Regions from separate parts of the Ovis aries genome. Here region 2 is linked to region 1. A link is a contact called in public Hi-C data. All regions are on one chromosome and are shown on one strand. Each heading gives the region's core, a stretch centred on a gene start, on an enhancer-like site or on the middle of the called end of the contact. The rest is flanking DNA. Distances are from core to core; before and after follow the strand shown. Region 1 holds the start of TIGD3 (tigger transposable element derived 3). Region 2 has its middle 23 kb from the start of SCYL1.

Region 1 (3,136 bases), core at 487-2,986:
CACACGTACCCACTCTGCCGGGCACTGCCCGATACAGCAAGGGCACTTCAACACAGCCAAAAATGTCCTCTGGGGAGAAATCTTTAAGAGAAAGAGGCAGCTGGGCCTGGGGAGTGGGAGCTGGGGGAGGCGGCTCAGGGGGGAACGGAGGTGCCAATATGTGGCGGGCCCCGAAGCCCACGTTGTTTCGGCGTTTCCAGCGGACCAGCCAGCCGATGCTGGGCACAAAGTCCTGGCCCAGGATGTCGGCCAGCTCCTTGGCTTTGTGGAGCAGCATGGGCCCCGTCACGTCCCAGGCCTTGGCCCGGGCAATGTGGTACCAGCAGAGCAGAGCCTCGTCGATGCCGCTGTACTTGGACTCCCGCTTGCGCTTGCGCTCCCGGTTGGCCGTGCCGCTGCACCAGTCCGCCAGCAGCTTCTCTTTATTCTTGCAGATGCGGGAGATCTGAGGCTGGGAGACCTGGAAGCGCCGGGCCACCTCCGACTGGGACATCTTGGACTCATCCAGGAGTTCCAGCACCTGGATCTTCTCAGCCAGGGACAGGGCATGAAGCTTCTTCTTGCCACACAGCTCCATGGCCTCTCAGCGGCACCTGGGCGGGGAGGAAAGGGTGAGCAGGGGACCGACGGTGGAGGCCACGCGGGTTAGGAGAGGAGCGCAGCAAGGAAAAGAGAGTATATGGGGCAGGGAGACAGGTTGGTGTGGAGGGGCGGGGTGGGGGGGGCAGTCCAGGGAAGGCTGGACCAGCTGGGAGAGGGTGAGGGTACCCTGGGTAGGAAGTGAGAAGGCTGGGCTGAAAGGAAGGGAAGAGGCCAGGCTGGGTGGGCAGTGGGCCGGGCACTGATGGGAAGAATGACAGAATGGAGCCTGGAGGGGGTGGCCCCCTGGTCAGAGGGAGAAAGGGGTCTGCGGGAGAAGGATGAATAGAGCCGAGGGGACAGCTGCAGACACAACAAAGGAGCGTGGACGGGGGAGGACAGGGGGCTGGGGCCGAGGCGGGCAGGTGTACGGGATAATCAGAGCGGGCGGGAGGAATCCCCAGGATGGGGAGGGGCGGTGGGCCTAGGCTGAATTTAGATGAAAATGTTGGGGGCAGGGTGGTGGAGTGAATGAACAGAGTTGGGGGGACAGGTGTACAGACGACAAAGAGGGACGGACTAGGGGCTGAAGAAGCAAGTCTAATTTGGGGCTGGGTCCTGAGCAGGAAAGGCTGGGCCGGGGTCCGGGCTGGAGAGGGGGTGGGTGGGAGCACAAGGCCGAAAGGCAGGTGCACAGGCGACAAAGGGCAGGAGGGGTTAGGAGGCCGCGGGCAGCGAGAGGGGCGGGTTGTCCTCGGCGGAGAGGCTTGTGGCCTGGGAGGGCGGGGGAACAAGCGTCCGGGACCCAGGCAGGCCAGGAGTCGGGCTCCGCAACTCGGCCGGCCTCTCCCTCTGGTGACCCGGAGTCCATCGTCAGGGCGGACCCAGTCATCTGCCTGCCCGGCCTCCCCGCCTCCCTGCTTCCAGCCCTTCCGCTCCGCACCCACCTCAGGCGCTCGTCCCGCGGCCCTGGCTAGGGCCGGACTCTCGAGCCCCTCTCCCGGCGGCTACCGGAGAGCAGGAGAGGGACGCGCCGAGCGGACAGAGGGACTGCGCGGGCGGCGGGCGCGCGCACCCTTTGCGCGCAGCCCGCGCGGGGGTCTCTCCAGGCTGGGAAGACCGCGGTCCGCCGCTCAGCTCCCACCCGCCGCAGCCCCGCCCCGAACCAATTAGATTGGCCTCCGGTGGACTCGGTCCCGCCCCCGGCTAAGTCTCATTGGACATTGAGAAAGTGGCGGGTCGTCAGGTCCCCGGGGGGACGGAGCTTTCTGCAAGAAGGGGTGGCGAGGCGGAGACTGGTCGCGGCGGGAGTCCTGGATGCGCCGCCAGCCTCAGAGGACCCGGCCCTCAGAGCCTGACAGGACTCGGCAGCGTGGACGCAGGACGTCTTCCTGGCCGTGACCCTAGGCAGCTTCCTCATCTACCAAACAGATCTCGTTCCTCTCACCCAGTGATCTTTAAAAAATAGAAGCAAGTTATAAGCCACACAAAAGATGTTACCATGGACAGCACTGACCTCAGGTCGGTCAGCCAAGGTACAACAGACTGTTGTATCCACGCGTTCTGGGAAACAAACTCACTCAGAAGGACAATGCAGATAGTGGAGTGCAGGTTATTACACCAGCTGGCCCAAGGCAGAGTCTCCTCTTACCCAAGGACCCCGACCTGTTTTTGTGAAAACCTTATATATCTGTGAAGGAGGAAACAGAACAGGCTTCATCTTGAAAGCAGGACTCCATCTTGGGCTGGACTGTGGACTTTGAGCTCTATGCCCAGTATCTATGGAAACGACATACCAACTAGAAAACCAGACCCCTCAGATGGAAGAGCCCCAGGGCTCATACCTAGACTCTCTGCCGCCTGAAAGAATACCCTAATTATCTGTATAATCTAATGGAATCATAAATTTTATTATGCTTATTGGGGTATGACCACAGGCCTATTGATAATTGTCCACTGTTAACTACCTAGGCTTAAGGCATATGAATCACGGGTTAACTTTGATTGTATCTTTCTTTTCCTTTGTTCAGACTAGTTTCAGGGAATTTGGGGAAGTGGGTTTGGGCACGTACACTTAGGGTATTTAAGGTTTTCACAAAAACTGGTCAGGGTCCTTGGCTAAGAGGAGACTCTGCCTTGGGCCCGCCGGTGCAATAAACTGCCCTCCACTATCTGCATTGTCCTTCTGAGTGAGTTTGTTTCCCGGAATGCGTGGCTACAATACCCTAAGTATATCTGCCCAAACCCACCTCACCAAATTCCCTGAAACTAGTCTGAACAAAGGAAAAGAAAGATACAAAGTTAACCCGTGATTCATATGCCTTAAGCCTACATGGTTAACAGTGGAGAATTATCAACAGGCCTGTGGTCATACCCCAATAAGCATAATAAAATTTATGACTCTATTGGGTTACACAGATAATAAGGGTATTCTTTCAGGTGATGGAGAGTCTAGGTATGAGCCCTGGGGCTCTTCCATCAGGGGGTCTGGTTTTCCAATTGGTATGTAATAAGGGTATTCTTTCAGGTGACAGAGAGTCTAGGTATGAGCCCTGGG
Region 2 (3,168 bases), core at 74-2,573, 130 kb before region 1:
TGGTTTACAATGTTGTACTTCAGGTGAACAGCAAGTGAAGATTATATGTATGTGTATATAAATTGCATAATACATTATATACTTTTTCAGATTCTTTTCCATTATAGGCTATTACAAGATATTGACTAGTTCCGTGTGCTATATACGCTAGGTCCTTGTTACGTATAATTGGACAGTTGATTCTTCAAAACAAATTATTTTTGATTGTGCTGAGTCTTCATAGCTACCTGCAGGCTTTCTCTAGTTGCAGCCAGCAGGGGCAACTGTTCTTTGAGGTGCATGAGCTTCTGCTTACAGTGGGCTCTAGGTGCACAGGCTTCTGCAGTTGTGACTCTTGGGCTCGAGTGCAGGCTGTTGCTGTCCACAGCATGTGCAGTCTTCCTGCAGCAGGGATTGAACCCGTGTCCCCTGCACTGGCCGACCAATTTATATCCACTGCACCACCAGGGAAGTCCCTGGATAGTTATGTGAGGACATTCGTGCACTTACATAGACCATAGAGTTGAAGTGTTGGAGGCTAGGGTTCAAATTCCAGCCCTCCCACCTTGCCAGTGTCCCAGTCAGAGCTTGCTTCTCCATTTGCAACACATAACTTGAGTTCAGAAATATAGGACAGAGATTCATTTGCTAAAGCCTCTGCCCACTTCAGTATCCTTGCCTGGAGAATTCCATGGACAGAGAAGCCTGGTGGGCTAGCGCAGTCAGAAAAACCTGAGGGGCCGAGGGTATAGCCAAGGCTGGGAGACCTGTGCTAGGTACAGCATCTCCTTTAGACCTAGGTCTGAAGACCTATAGCTGGCCAGGTTTACTGGAAGGAGCCTTTTACCTACCCGTGCAGGGAATACAATCTGAGGAGCTAGGACATCTTAGGGTTTGAGAGAATGGGTGGGACCAAGAGGATATTTCAGTTGCAAATAAAGGATTATCTGCTGGTATACAGGCCATTTTTGGCCACCTGATATGCAGAGCCAACTCACTGGAAAAGACCCTGATACTGGGAATAAATGAAGGCAGAAGGGGAGAGAGAATGAGATTATTGGATGGCATCACCGACTCAAATGGATGCTAGTTTTTGAGCACACTCTGGGAAACGGTGAGGAACAGAGAAGCCTGGCATGCTGCAGTCCAAGGGGTTACAAAGAGTTGGACACGACTTGGCGACTGAACATACAAGGTCATTCCACAGGACACGTGACCACATAACCAACTTGCAGCTTGGGAACTGACAACTGAAAGATTTGTGTCCGAGTCACCTACTGTCAGAGCTTGGCCTTACTTTGTCAGTGGTTAACACCTCCCCTCCCCATGTTCCCCAGTTGTTTCTCTTCATCCCAGCCCAGCTCACAAGCAACTAAGCAGCAGAAAGGAGGCGTCTTTAAACAAGTGTCTTTCAGGTCACTCACCCATTTCACCCCTTTCCTCCCTAGATTCTTGCTCTTCCTGGAGATGGGGCTGCATGACAGAACCATACACTTATATAGGAACCAGGAGGAACACCCACACACACTCATTTTCTATTCATGAACAGAAGTTTGGTATATACATAAATGAATCACACCAATGAAGTTTTTTCAATTTTTATTAGGGGACTTCCCTGGTGGCTCAGATGGTAAAGCGTCTATCTACAATGTGAGAGAGCTGGGTCCGATCCCTGGGTTGGGAAGATTCCTTGGAGAAGGAGATGGCAACCCACTCTAGTACTCTTGCCTTGAAAATCCCATGGACGGAGGAGCTTGGTGCAGGCTGCTATCCATGGGGTTGCAAAGAGTCTGGCATGTGTAATCAAGTTTTCAAAATAGGCTTCTCCAAACACTAACTGCATGAGGAATATCTGCAAATTAGAGGCATGATAGTTACATTACGTTCTCATGTAAACACAAAGGCAGAGTTTGATGCTATTTTCTTCCACCTCCCCTAATTTTAGGGCCTAGCATCTGAAAAATGAGGAAAATGTAGAGTCTGGAGAGTAGAAGTCAAGCAAAGACGCCACAGGGATTCGAACCCCGTCCTGGAAACCAGGAGTGCCAACCACCAGCATCTTTTGCTTTTTTTTAAGATAAGAAAAGGCAAAAAAGCAAAACCTGAGAAAACAAAAAAGATTTTGTTTTCTCAGGAAAAGAAAAACCTTTTTAAGTAACCCTACTGAAGAGCACTGGAGAATCTGCTTCAGCTAAGATGCTAGCTTGGTCAAGTCTGTTATGTTCACCTGAAAAAGTCTTAGCAGAGAATTTTTGCAATCCCACCCAACAGCCCTCTCAACTGCCAAAACACCTGTCAGCTCATAAGTGTACTCTCCCACCCAATATGACAGTTCTTAGATGCTGTTTCTCCACTTACTGGTTGAAATGTTTTTTTTAGTCATTGGACAATGCCACACATCTATAACACTTTAAGAGCTTTTTAGTTGTGGTCTAAATATCATTACCTGTCCGCAGGTAAGTTAATGGTCTTTTCTAGTAGTGCAGCCCACCGGAAGACCTTGGCAATTACCTTAAAAGCGATTATGGATCATGCCCACAAGGATCCAAGCTACCAGCAGCATCGAGGTGAGGGGTGAAGGGTCTGCGCTAGGCCAAAGGCACAGGGTGGCGATGTGGCAGAGAAGTCACTTGTGGGGAGACCTTGGTTTTTAACAGGCTTCTGGAAAAGCTAGGGAAAAGTGGTTGCCCGCTTTCCCCCTTTCCCTCCCCTTCAAGCATCACTTGAGGTTCAGGCTTCATTAACAGCTGCTATGAAAACAGCCAAATATTAGGACAAGCACAGGGATATATATATATATATACAAGGTACTCAAGCATTCCTTTGAATGCTCACTCCCCCAAAGAAAGAGCCTCAATGCACATTGTCTGCCAAGGGGGTTGAGTCAAATCCTCGTTTCTAACAAGATGGGGCTGTAAGGCCGACACAATTTTGATTGACCTTAGTTAATAGCGCTTTGTTGTCTCTTGCCACAGGAAGACTCCATGGTTGTCCTACTTTAAGCCTTTGGTGCCTTTAGTGAGGGGTACCTGAAAAATCTTAAAAAAAAGGCTTAGCGCCCACCTCACCCCTCCACCCCCAGGCCAACAAACAACTTGCTCATGCTGTTGACTCCAGCGTAAAGCTGAAAGGTCATTTAACACTGAATTGTTTAGTCATAACAGATCTGACTTGGTATGTAGATATACA

Evidence for each region. Hi-C and Micro-C count contacts between places; a contact is called where the count stands out from the background.
Region 2: a Hi-C map of mixed tissues shows a contact between it and region 1, with 4 times the contacts expected there. The contact joins the enhancer-like site here to the promoter of TIGD3 in region 1. A contact is called at or near these places in 11 of 16 Hi-C or Micro-C datasets (blood, hypothalamus, mesenteric adipose tissue and 4 more).

What each region holds. Positions count from the first base shown.
Region 1 is chr21:39,998,674-40,001,809 of ARS-UI_Ramb_v3.0, reverse strand. TIGD3 (tigger transposable element derived 3) reads right to left here and starts at 1,736. Exons shown (of 2, transcript XM_004023478.6): 1 at 1,527-1,736; 2 at 1-593. The coding sequence starts at 577.
Region 2 is chr21:40,124,301-40,127,468 of ARS-UI_Ramb_v3.0, reverse strand. No RefSeq gene overlaps it. Among named protein-coding and RNA genes, the nearest start is that of SCYL1, 23 kb to the left of the region's middle. Within about 2 kb of position 1,323, at least 15 of the 54 cell types and tissues checked have an H3K27ac peak or open chromatin away from gene starts, as enhancers often do.